3 separate regions of the Mus musculus genome follow, and regions 2 and 3 are each linked to region 1. A link is a contact called in public Hi-C and promoter capture Hi-C data. All regions are on one chromosome and are shown on one strand. The core of a region is the stretch at or near the end of the contact, and the rest is flanking DNA. Distances in the headings are between cores, read along the strand shown.

What was found. Promoter capture Hi-C pulls out the DNA fragments that hold promoters and counts their contacts. A called contact is a pair of places that touch in the nucleus more often than the background predicts.
Region 2: a promoter capture Hi-C map of liver shows a contact between it and region 1, with 3 times the contacts expected there. The contact joins the promoter of Ap5s1 here to the promoter of Tmem230 in region 1. A contact is called at or near these places in 1 of 39 promoter capture datasets (liver) and 2 of 115 datasets of contacts at active chromatin or transcription factors (extraembryonic endoderm stem cells and pancreatic cancer cells).
Region 3: a Hi-C map of muscle stem cells shows a contact between it and region 1, with 7 times the contacts expected there. The contact joins the promoter of 1700037H04Rik here to the promoter of Tmem230 in region 1. A contact is called at or near these places in 1 of 39 promoter capture datasets (neural stem cells), 2 of 484 Hi-C or Micro-C datasets (Th1 cells and muscle stem cells) and 1 of 115 datasets of contacts at active chromatin or transcription factors (microglia).

Annotation. Positions count from the first base shown.
Region 1 is chr2:132,246,066-132,249,389 of GRCm38.p6, reverse strand. Tmem230 (transmembrane protein 230) reads left to right here and starts at 1,602. Exons shown (of 4, transcript NM_027478.3): 1 at 1,602-1,817; 2 at 3,316-3,324. Pcna (proliferating cell nuclear antigen) reads left to right here. Exons shown (of 6, transcript NM_011045.2): 6 at 1-104.
Region 2 is chr2:131,209,082-131,212,299 of GRCm38.p6, reverse strand. It overlaps Ap5s1 (adaptor-related protein 5 complex, sigma 1 subunit), which reads right to left and starts at 1,940. Exons shown (of 3, transcript NM_001291031.1): 1 at 1,619-1,940; 2 at 827-1,037. The coding sequence starts at 1,002.
Region 3 is chr2:131,158,281-131,161,537 of GRCm38.p6, reverse strand. 1700037H04Rik (RIKEN cDNA 1700037H04 gene) reads left to right here and starts at 1,457. Exons shown (of 6, transcript NM_026091.3): 1 at 1,457-1,585. It overlaps Gm14232 (a long non-coding RNA gene), which reads right to left. Exons shown (of 3, transcript XR_003954063.1): 2 at 1,812-2,033.

The DNA.
Region 1 (3,324 bases), core at 353-2,852:
TTCTGCTTTACAAATACTGGTGATTTTCATCAATGATCTTGACGCTAAATGCAGTTTTAAGAAATATTGTTCAATTTAAATAAAGTTAACAATTTGAAAAGTCATAGAGCAGTGCCGCCTTTGTACCATGGCTACTGAATAGTTATACCCTGTTAGGTAAATGGGCTTTTGTTCTCTCTTCCATCGTGGAGATAGCAATAAAAAAATGTTTCTCTTGAGTTTATGTAATTACGTTGTGCAAAGTTTTCTGGTAGCCTTGTTTGGGATGTAGCTCTTTTAAAATACAACTTTAATGGCAGTGCAGGGGGTGGGGTGGATAAATCTCTCCCTAGGCCAACCAGGACTACATACAGTCCATCTTGAGTGAAGCAAAGGCCCAAACTTCGTGGCTACTTGATCCAAGAAGGGTTAAAAAGGCCCTGTGGTTTTGATCATGATATGCTACATAAAACTAAAGAATATTTGAGTATATTTATTGTGTATGTGTGAGGCTCATGTGGGGGTCAGGACAATTTTATAGGAATTGGTATACCCCAGCACCCTGGCTTCCAGGGGTTGAATGAAGTTCTTCAAGCTTGGTGACAAATTATCCTACCTCCCCTCTCAGTTTTTATGTGTGTGTGTCTTTTGCAGGTATGAGTGAGCATGCGTGTGTTAACCTGGTTTGGTGTGGGGAACCATTTTCAGTTCTTGCTATATTTCAGCAGGATCTCAAACCATGGCTAGTATAGAGCCTGTTTGCTCTGTTCCGGGAGGCCACATTTGAAGGCCTTTAAATACTAAGCTCTATCTGTGGACCCCAAGATATTTTTCCTTTGTATTTCATGTTTGACAGTATGTAGACAATACAGCTTTGTTCTGGGAGGTTGTTGGTTAGAGCTCATGCCTAGTAGCTACAACTGTTCAATACTTTGAGCCAATTAAGTGCAGAAGGAAGTAGCCTGCAAATACTGCTCTCAGAGAACTCTGGAGTGGTGGGAATGCTTTATCAAGACGTCACTTTCATGAGGATGAATGTTAGAACTCAGCTGTGTCTGGTAGGTAGGACACTTACCTGGGTAGTGTTTAATAATCAGGTAGTAATAACAAGATTTTGGGGCTGTGAGAACGCTAATTAGTGAGTGGTGACCAGTGTCAGCATAGGGGTGTTTAGGACAGGGCAAGATTCCTGGTGGGTATCCCTTGTCCACCCCTCTGGATACCCAGGACTCTGCTGTGCACCGATGTGGCCATGGGGTCAGGACTGGAACCTCAACAGTTTTGCTGTGAACTCGATCCTGGTGGGTGAGACCCTAAGTACGCGCCCGCCCACCCTATGGAGGTAGCAGGTCCTGGTCACCAGGGCAAAAGCAAGCCGCTACCCGGTTGAGCATGGTGGCATTCGCCATTTGTCCCAGGCAAACCTTATGTTCGAGGCCAGCCTAATCAGCATCCTGAGTTCCAGGACAGCCTGCGCTACGTAAAGAAACGCTACCAAACATAAAACAAGACAGCAATGAAGCCCTCCAGCCATGTGCCCTGGAAGCAAGATTCGATGACACGATTTCCTGGTGACAGCACTTCCGGTGCGCCTCTATCCGCCACGTCACTTCCGCTGGGCTGTCCTTAAGACCGCCCCTTCCGCTTGGCTGTTGAGCGAGCCTTGCGAGCGCGCCTAACGGAGAACGGGGAGCGCAGCGCGGGTAGGGGGCGGGCGCGCGCTCCCGGAAGCCAGCCGCGAGACCTGGCCCTGCCACCGAGGCTGCTTCCCGGAGACAGTTAGTTCACGTTGGCGGCGGCGGAGGGCGACGAGAGGTTGTCCACAGCGCCACGCTTAGGTCCTTGTGGGCCCGGGAGGGTGGGCAGAAATCGTGGTGGGGCCGGTAAAAAGTGTAGCAGAAACTTGGGCTGATAGTTTTTTAAGTTGTCATTTACTATGTGATAACGCCACTCTAGAATCCCTTGCTAAGAAAAACAAATCTTCCCATTTCGTTGTCGTGCTGCAACGTTTTTGTTTTGGTGCGAGTTTATAAGTGGAAAGTACATAACTTTATAACTTGTAATACAAATCAGGCATGGTTTAATGCTTCGAAAATCCTGCTTATTGGTAGCTTCAACTTTTAGATATGAGGAATTAAACATGTTATGGGATGGCAACATCAAAAACCTAGTACCTAAGGTTTAGAAATGTAAATGGATTCCCGTTGCTCCTTTTTAGTACTTCTGAACTAGGATGTAATTAACCAAAACGCAGAAACACTTGACACCAGTTTTTTGCATGCTAGTTACTTAAGGTCGACTGTAATACCAGTGTCTGGCAGCTCATTAAGATCGAAAAAATATCACATGCCATTGTGGAGATTATGTGCAAAACATCACACCAGTGAAGGCCACTTAGTTTTCTTCTTAAAGATGGACTTTTTGCGTTTAGAATTCAAATGCCATTGCAAATAAAATAGTCTGTTTTGTTTACATAATTGTATGACTTTATAAAGAATCCACACATTTCATTTATGGTAGGGGAGAGTGTCTGGTCTTCCTATGTTGCCCAGACTGGCCTCCAACTTCGTATATCCACACCTTTCTTCCCAAGTAGTTGGGATTAGAGTAACCTACTGAAGTACTGAGCTTAAATTTCAAACTTTTAAGATTTAAACGTCATTGCTTTTAAATTTTACCTACTCTCAAATAATTCAGTAGTTATGATTTTTATTATGTCTGTCTGCTTTGAATAGTTTGAGTAAAACGGATTTTTAGATCCGTTTTTTCAGGAGCTACATGATGTGGAATGTAAACTCACTTGTTTCATGCTTGGGATGGGAGCAGAGAGGCAGGTGGCCGTGGATGTCTAGTGTGGTATGGATAGCCAGGGCGTTTCCCACATGGATAAGAATTTGTACATAGAACCGTACCACACCTAGAAGTAGACACGATGCTGATGTGTGTGTCATTCCTTATCCTCCTCCTCCTCCTTTCATGGCAGACAAAAAAGTTATGTGAATTTATGCTCCTGAGGAAAGTTAAGGGGTAGGCAGTACTGTAAGGGAGGGGTTGAAAATGTGAACATTGGACTTTAGAAAATTAGGCCAGAAACATCGGTAGCAGATTGAACAGAGCCTGATTCTTGGTGAAGTGCCTTTGGTGTCTTTCTGTGAAGTCAACCTAGATCCATAAAGGAAGCATGCTTAGTGTGTACAAGAAGTGTCGGGTCACCGTAAGCAGTGAAACGCCTAAGCTACCATGGGTAGCATGTGGCACAGCAGCTCGGAACAGTATCTGACATCCTTTCCTGGGCTGTACTGGGACTGCTGCAGACAACAAGTCTTTCCCTTTCAGACTAGCTGT
Region 2 (3,218 bases), core at 691-3,190, 1.0 Mb after region 1:
TAGCTGGGAGCTGCTGATAGTTCATATCTTGGGTAAGGAAACTTTGGCTTAAAATGCTTAAGTCATTTGCCCAAGGACACAGAGTCAGGTCGGGAAAAGGACTAGGGAATAAGGTCTTGCCTCATCTATCACAGAAGCCTTCTCAACAGAGGCGAGTAAGGGGTGAGAACAAAGTCCTCTGACAGGGGCCATCCAACCTCTCAACCATCCATCCCTCTCCAAGTCACAGGTGCCTTCCATGCGACTGCCAAGGCCACCTCTGCTGCTTCCTCAACCATCTTCTAGATTGGGCCATTCACAGACTGGCTTTAAAGCCACTTGTTTACCCAGGTGTCCTAATGTATGCCTATAATCTCCATTGTAAAGCACATTTCATCTGTACAGGTGTCTACCTGCCTATACTCTAATCTCAATTACGCTACTCTTCAGTTGCATAACCTTGGGTGGGTTAAGTGCCTTAAACACTGTATTTTAGTTTACTCTTCTGTAAAGTGAAAATGGTAACCATGGCCACCTCAGAAGACCGTAAAGATTTTAAAAAAACAAACTATATATATATATATATATATATATATATATATATATATATACACACACACACACATACATACAATTCCCAGAACATATTCCCAGTGCAGTAAATACTAACTACCATGATAATAACATTCTTTCTTTAGCTCCTCTTCATAGTGATACTTTATAAACAATGGAGGACAACTGGGGGAAACATTCAGATTTTTGGTCTTCCTGTTTGCCTGTCCTATTCCAGTGTCCCTTATTACTACCTCTGTGTTCAATGAAGCTTGGAGCTGGGCTGTGTGATTACCTGGCCACTGCCAAAATCTGTTCCTTGCGGAAGAGCCTGTCCCTTTCTGCACCATGTGACCGTGGATCATCGGGTGATTTCTCAGCACCAAAGACACAGGAATAGAGCACTCGGCAAAGGCCTGTATCTTCCAAATTCGGGGCCCTCAGAGTGTGGATGAGGAAAGCGTGGACCATAGCTCCAGGGTGGGTGCTCCAGGAAAGCCAGAGACCTAGATGGTGAAAGTGAATCCCCTGCTAAGGAGGCACCCTAATGAGGGGTGTGGCCTGGGAGTGTGTCCAGAGATTGTGTGGCTAGACAGCGATCACCATCTAGATCTGCCTAGCCTCTGAATAATCTAGTGCCTGCTCTGCATCACAGAACAAGGGCCATCCATAGCTGGACATATCTCCTATGTCGCTAAACCTACTTCTGCAAAACTGTCAGGGAATCTCCAAATGCATACGGGTCATGCGAGTGCAGGAAAAACTGAGAACTAAAAAAAAAAAAATCAGAGACCACAGCTGAATGCCAAGTCTGCTCCCGGAACAAAATAACCCAGCCTCCATACCGGGCTCCATTGAGACAACTTTTAGTATGGAGTGTGAGAGGGGAGTCTTCATCAGTGACACTTGGTTTTGAATGCAGGAACATGTCTTTGTTTTAGGAAACACTCAAGAAAATACCTCTAAAATGCCGCATCTGCAACCGATTCACATCGGCTGGGACAGAGTGAGCGGGGCAAACCTTACCCAAAGGGATCTACCGAGATAACCGAAATCATTTCAAAAAGAAAGACGTGGTGGCACGTACCTGAAATCCCAACCCTCGGGAGGCGGAGGCAAGAGAATCAGGAATTCAAGTCAGCCACAGATACACAGAGAGAGAGCCTGGCCGCTCTGGGCAAAGCGAGAGTGGCAGCCCCCGGTCTCAAGGCTGAGGAGAAACAGTGTTTAGCCACAGCTAAAGCTAAACAGACCAAGAATTCAAAGTTACCCAACAGGAAATTTAGCAAGCCCGCTTCAGGAAGGGAACCTAGATTTGCAGACTTTGACCTCTGGTCACCCTTCTGCCGCCAGCTGAGCGCGTCATTACCCCAGGGCACCACGTCCTCCTCCCACTATCTGCCCCAGTTGCGTCACTGCCTCGCGCGGGCAGCAGCGGCGCGCTGAACTCTGGGGTTTGTAGTTCAGCCATGGGCCTGTGGTCCCGGCGTGGTCCTCGACTTCCCGAGGACGTACACGCTTCTGACCAGCCGATCCCCTCGGCTGCGGGGGCGCCCTGGAGGGCTCATGGCTACGGAAAGCTTCTTTGAAGGCGCTAGAAAGCCCTTGATCAGCTGCGGCCTGGCCACTGCGAGGGCGACCGCCAGGGGGCGCTGAGGACCCCGGCGGCGTGCGCGGAACTGTCCAAGGAAGCCTCCGCTCGGCTGTCCTCAGGCCAAGCTCTGTGCAGTAGTAATGACCGAATTGCAGGAGCAGAAGTCTGCCTGCTGAAACGCAGTCATGAGTTTACATTTGAACCAATGGCCCAAGAGGTGTTTGGGACACACACATTCCTTTAACTCTGAAAGGCATGGGAATTCCTTAGGCTTTCTAAGGCAGGTCTACAGTCACTTGACTAGTGTCTGAGGACAAAAAGAAAGATTTGAGTGGCCCAGGCAGGGGTTCTGAAGAAAGCCCCTCATTAAGGACTGCATCCTGAACCCTCTAGGCCATAAGAACTAGGGCAGTTTCAGGGGACTGGTACTGCATATGCTGCGAGTGTTTCGATCTCAGATGCAATACAAAAGGATGGGTCCAGGCAGAGTGGTGTCTCAATCAGAGAGCTAGGGAGTTATGTTTGCTCCATTCTTGGCAGAAGTTCCTTGTCCCCGGTCCCTATCACTCTGGGCCAGGCCTCATGTCTGCCAGCAGATTGTAGCAAAGAACTGGCAGAGAGGTCTGTGGCAGCTGGGGGGCCACTTGGCATTGAGAGCATGATATCCTGGCCTCTCTTCACTGTTCAGACAGTCCATATCAAGTCCCAAAACCACTGGAAACTACTAATCTTGTGTGGGATGTGGGGAGAAGAATGCACTGAGCCAGTACCCTGGAGGACAGTGGGGGACCCAGGCAGAGGTGGTACAACAGATGACTTCCCTGGTCAGTGCTGGAGGCAGGCAGAACTGGAGGGCTCACCTGATGTGGGTGTGCCCTGGGAGATACTTGCCCTGTGGCCATTGGCCTCTTTTGACCTTTGCTTCAGAGAGTCTGTTGGGTCCCTGGAAACATGCGTGCATGCCACCTCAGACATGGTCAAAAGCAGCCAGCCTAACAGTGTCTACTTCATGTTAGCAATGTGCCTGGCCATCTAGCAAACCCACTGAAGTAATAATTTACTTTGAATTCTTCCTTCTTCCTCTCTCTCTCTC
Region 3 (3,257 bases), core at 208-2,707, 1.1 Mb after region 1:
TAAACTGTTAGCGATTATTCTGCTTTCGATAGAGCTCACCAAGAGATGGGTTTCAAGTGAAAAGCAGCAAAAGGGAAACAGGAATCCTGAAACTGAAAATCAACACACACCTAGGCAGTAAAATAAACGCGAGAAATAGGAATCAGAGGGGACTATGGTAAACTGACGTTCCAGAAAGGCAGGGACCGCTACCCCCAAAGCCCTTGGTTCTTGTTTTGAATGTAAATGTGAGAATGTGTTGTTAGATCTGATATTTCAAAAGAAGACTGGAAATGAGAATCCTTTGTGAAGAAGTAGGATGAGGGGCAAGAAGATGGGAAGAAAAGTATTTATAAAAGTCTCCGGGGGCTATACATCTGCAGGCTGCTTTTGCCTGGCGTGGTGGCCTTCAGGATACTTTGGAGGCACTGTCTGCTGACTTGGAAAAGAACAGATATGGAACACACCACGGGGCTTCTGGAAAGGTGGGAGTAGGGGTTGAGTAGGCTGGGATTAGAATGAAAAGTTCTCAATGTCCGCTCTGGAGGACAGAATTTTCTCAACAGTAGGGAGCGCACGTACCATCCAAAACAACGATAAAAAGTTTGAGAAGCCCTGCTGAAGACAGCAGGGAAGCACTGGGCCCTCTGAAGTAACGCTATGAAAACAATAGCACAGAAAGACTATTTGTTACCAGCGTGCGAACACAAGATCCGAGTCAGGTTAACAGCCATAAGGACACGGAAGAGTCGGACCTTGAGGACTCTTACAGGCAGCGACCACATTCTATCGGAAAAACAAGCAAGCTCTCAGCGGTCCAAGGCCTGTCTCCGCTAGTTAAGTTGGAAGGATCGGGAACCTGTGTGTTCTGACTGCTCTTTCGGCACTTTAAACCTCTTGTCCTAATCAGTGTATATAAGGATAGAGATAGTCGCACACGGACAGGTGGGCCTGTGGCAAAAATCCACAAGCCTTAGTAAGTGCTCTACGAAGACGCCCACACCCTGTCGGGTGGGTCGAGACGCATCCCGCTGCCATGGCGACCGCCTCCTTGGAGACCAGGAGCAGAAGCTCCTGTCCCCGGGGGCGCCCGCGTACGCTCCCTTCCCCCCTTCCTACGCCGCGTGCCTTCTTTGTTCTAATGCTTATTTGGAATAGGGAATGGGTGGGAAAGGAAGACCGAAATCCAGACTCAGTCCAGTAGGAAAGGTGACTGCTTAACTCCTAGACAAAACTGCCGCGGATCGGAAACCTCATGGGGAAGGTCGCTCTGGTCGGTTTCCAGCAGCGGTTCCAACATAGCTCCCATCCCGCTTCATCACCCAAGCTCGTGCCGCTGGGGTGACGTCGACTCGTGGGGCTCAGCCTCCGCGCACACGTGATGTGGAATCTCGTCGTTAATTGGTGGATCTCAGAGACAGCTCATTGGTCTGAAGTGCCCTAGCCCCGCCCCTCAACGCCCCTCAAGCCAATGAAGGAGGAGAGGGCGTGGCGCGAGGCTGATGCGGCGCGGGGCTCTTCCTCGCGCTCTCCAGCCCGTTCTGCTGCTGCTACCGCCGCCTCCGCGGTCGTTTCTGACCGCCTGGCCGCGGGGCTCGCCTGCAAGGTGAGATGGGCCCTCCGGGCTCCGTCTAGTTCACCAGAGACGGCTCCTGGGTCTGAGATCCTCAGCTGTGCTGGAGCTGGAGGCTTTGCTTTCTAGCCTGAGGAACTCTGTAGAAGCGGGATGGGGTGGGGGATGTGGGGTCCTGGGTACAAATGACGGTTAGCGGGCAGGGTACAAGTGACACCTGAGGGTGGGGGCGTAAATGTGGCTGACGTCCCGTTCCTACCTGGTCCTCGTGGCTCTATGTGACCTTGGAAGAGTAGCCTCTGAGCCTCCGGTGCCCGGGCACGATCATGAGGAGGATGTTGATGTTGGGAGTGTCGGCTCCAGAGACTCCTGCGTCAGCCTGGCGAGCTCAGAGAGCGCAGGGCATTATCTCAGATGGACAGATCCGCGGCCTTGCTCTTGGTGTGGGTACGTCTGAGGCCCGTTCTGCTGCTCTTGTCCCCTGAGAAAACAATAACACTGAGGTGGGGCGTGCCACACCCACAGGGATGGCGGTAGGAAAGGCCAGAGGGCCAGAGCCAGAGCCTCTCCAGTGTCTCACAGAAATGGTTGGATTTAGGTTCTGGACCAGTGCTCCTGTTAGTGAACAGGGCTCGGTTGGACAGCTTGAGTCTTTCCTCTTTAATCTTGGTGGTGGGATGTGAAGGTAGGGCATTGCTTTGCACTGGGGTGGGGTGGGGTGGGCTGGGTGGGTGGTGGGTGGGTGGGTGGGGGGTAGGAGCAGCTTTCACCCGTGTCTCTGCTTCTTGGGTGAAAGAGTCAATCTAGAGGCCAGATGAATCCAAGCAGCCTCCTTTGATGTCAGAGGGGGATGTGGGAAGTGAATGCTAGGCAGAGGAGAACCACACAGGTTGGTAGACAGGAGGGACTAACACCCTTTTCACAGGTCAACCCTTCCCTCCACTGTTTGTGAGAGTAAACACCTATTACCGTCCTTGCATCCCTGGCTTTGGGGAAGGGGGCTCCAAAGATAGGTCAAGGCTGAGGAGATGAAAGATTGCTTCCACATGCGACCTCCATGTAGCACTCCCTGTCTGAGACTTCAGTGGGTGTTCTTTGAGCTTTAAGGGGAGGTTGGATAAGTGCTTCTGCTGGGCTGATGATTGAGCTGTGACTGGGTCCCTGGATGGGTGTAGGGGAGGTGGTAGGAAGAATTGAAGGTTGTTTACTGCTCTGACATAGAAAGGGCTTTTATGGGGTTGGGAATGGTGGTTGAAGAATGATTCAGAGAGGAGACGGTAAAAGGTTTGGGGCTGTGCTCCCAGCCACACAGCACAACGCAAGCTGAAATTGGCTCTGTGATACCTTGGGGCTTAAAGGCTGCCTCTGGGAAGAGGTAGGTAATCAGAAGGGAGAGAGAGTGTCACAATGCAAGAGTTCCGTTTTGCCATGGGTAGATCACCTTTGCCTCTTAGCTTGGAGCTTGAGTGCTAGAACAGGGCAGCCTGGACTGGACAATGAAAAAGGCCTTATGACACCGAAGACCCTGGATTTTTCCATAACCACCACCTGTTTACCCACATGCTAGCTCTTTGGGAAGGTAGCTTCAGAGCTTTCCCCGCCCACATTTTAGTCACTCCAATTTCCCTAAGAGCATCTGAAATACCAAGAAGCCCTCAGTGTGCCCCCGCCTGAAGCTGTCCAGGATCTCACCTGACTTATGTAT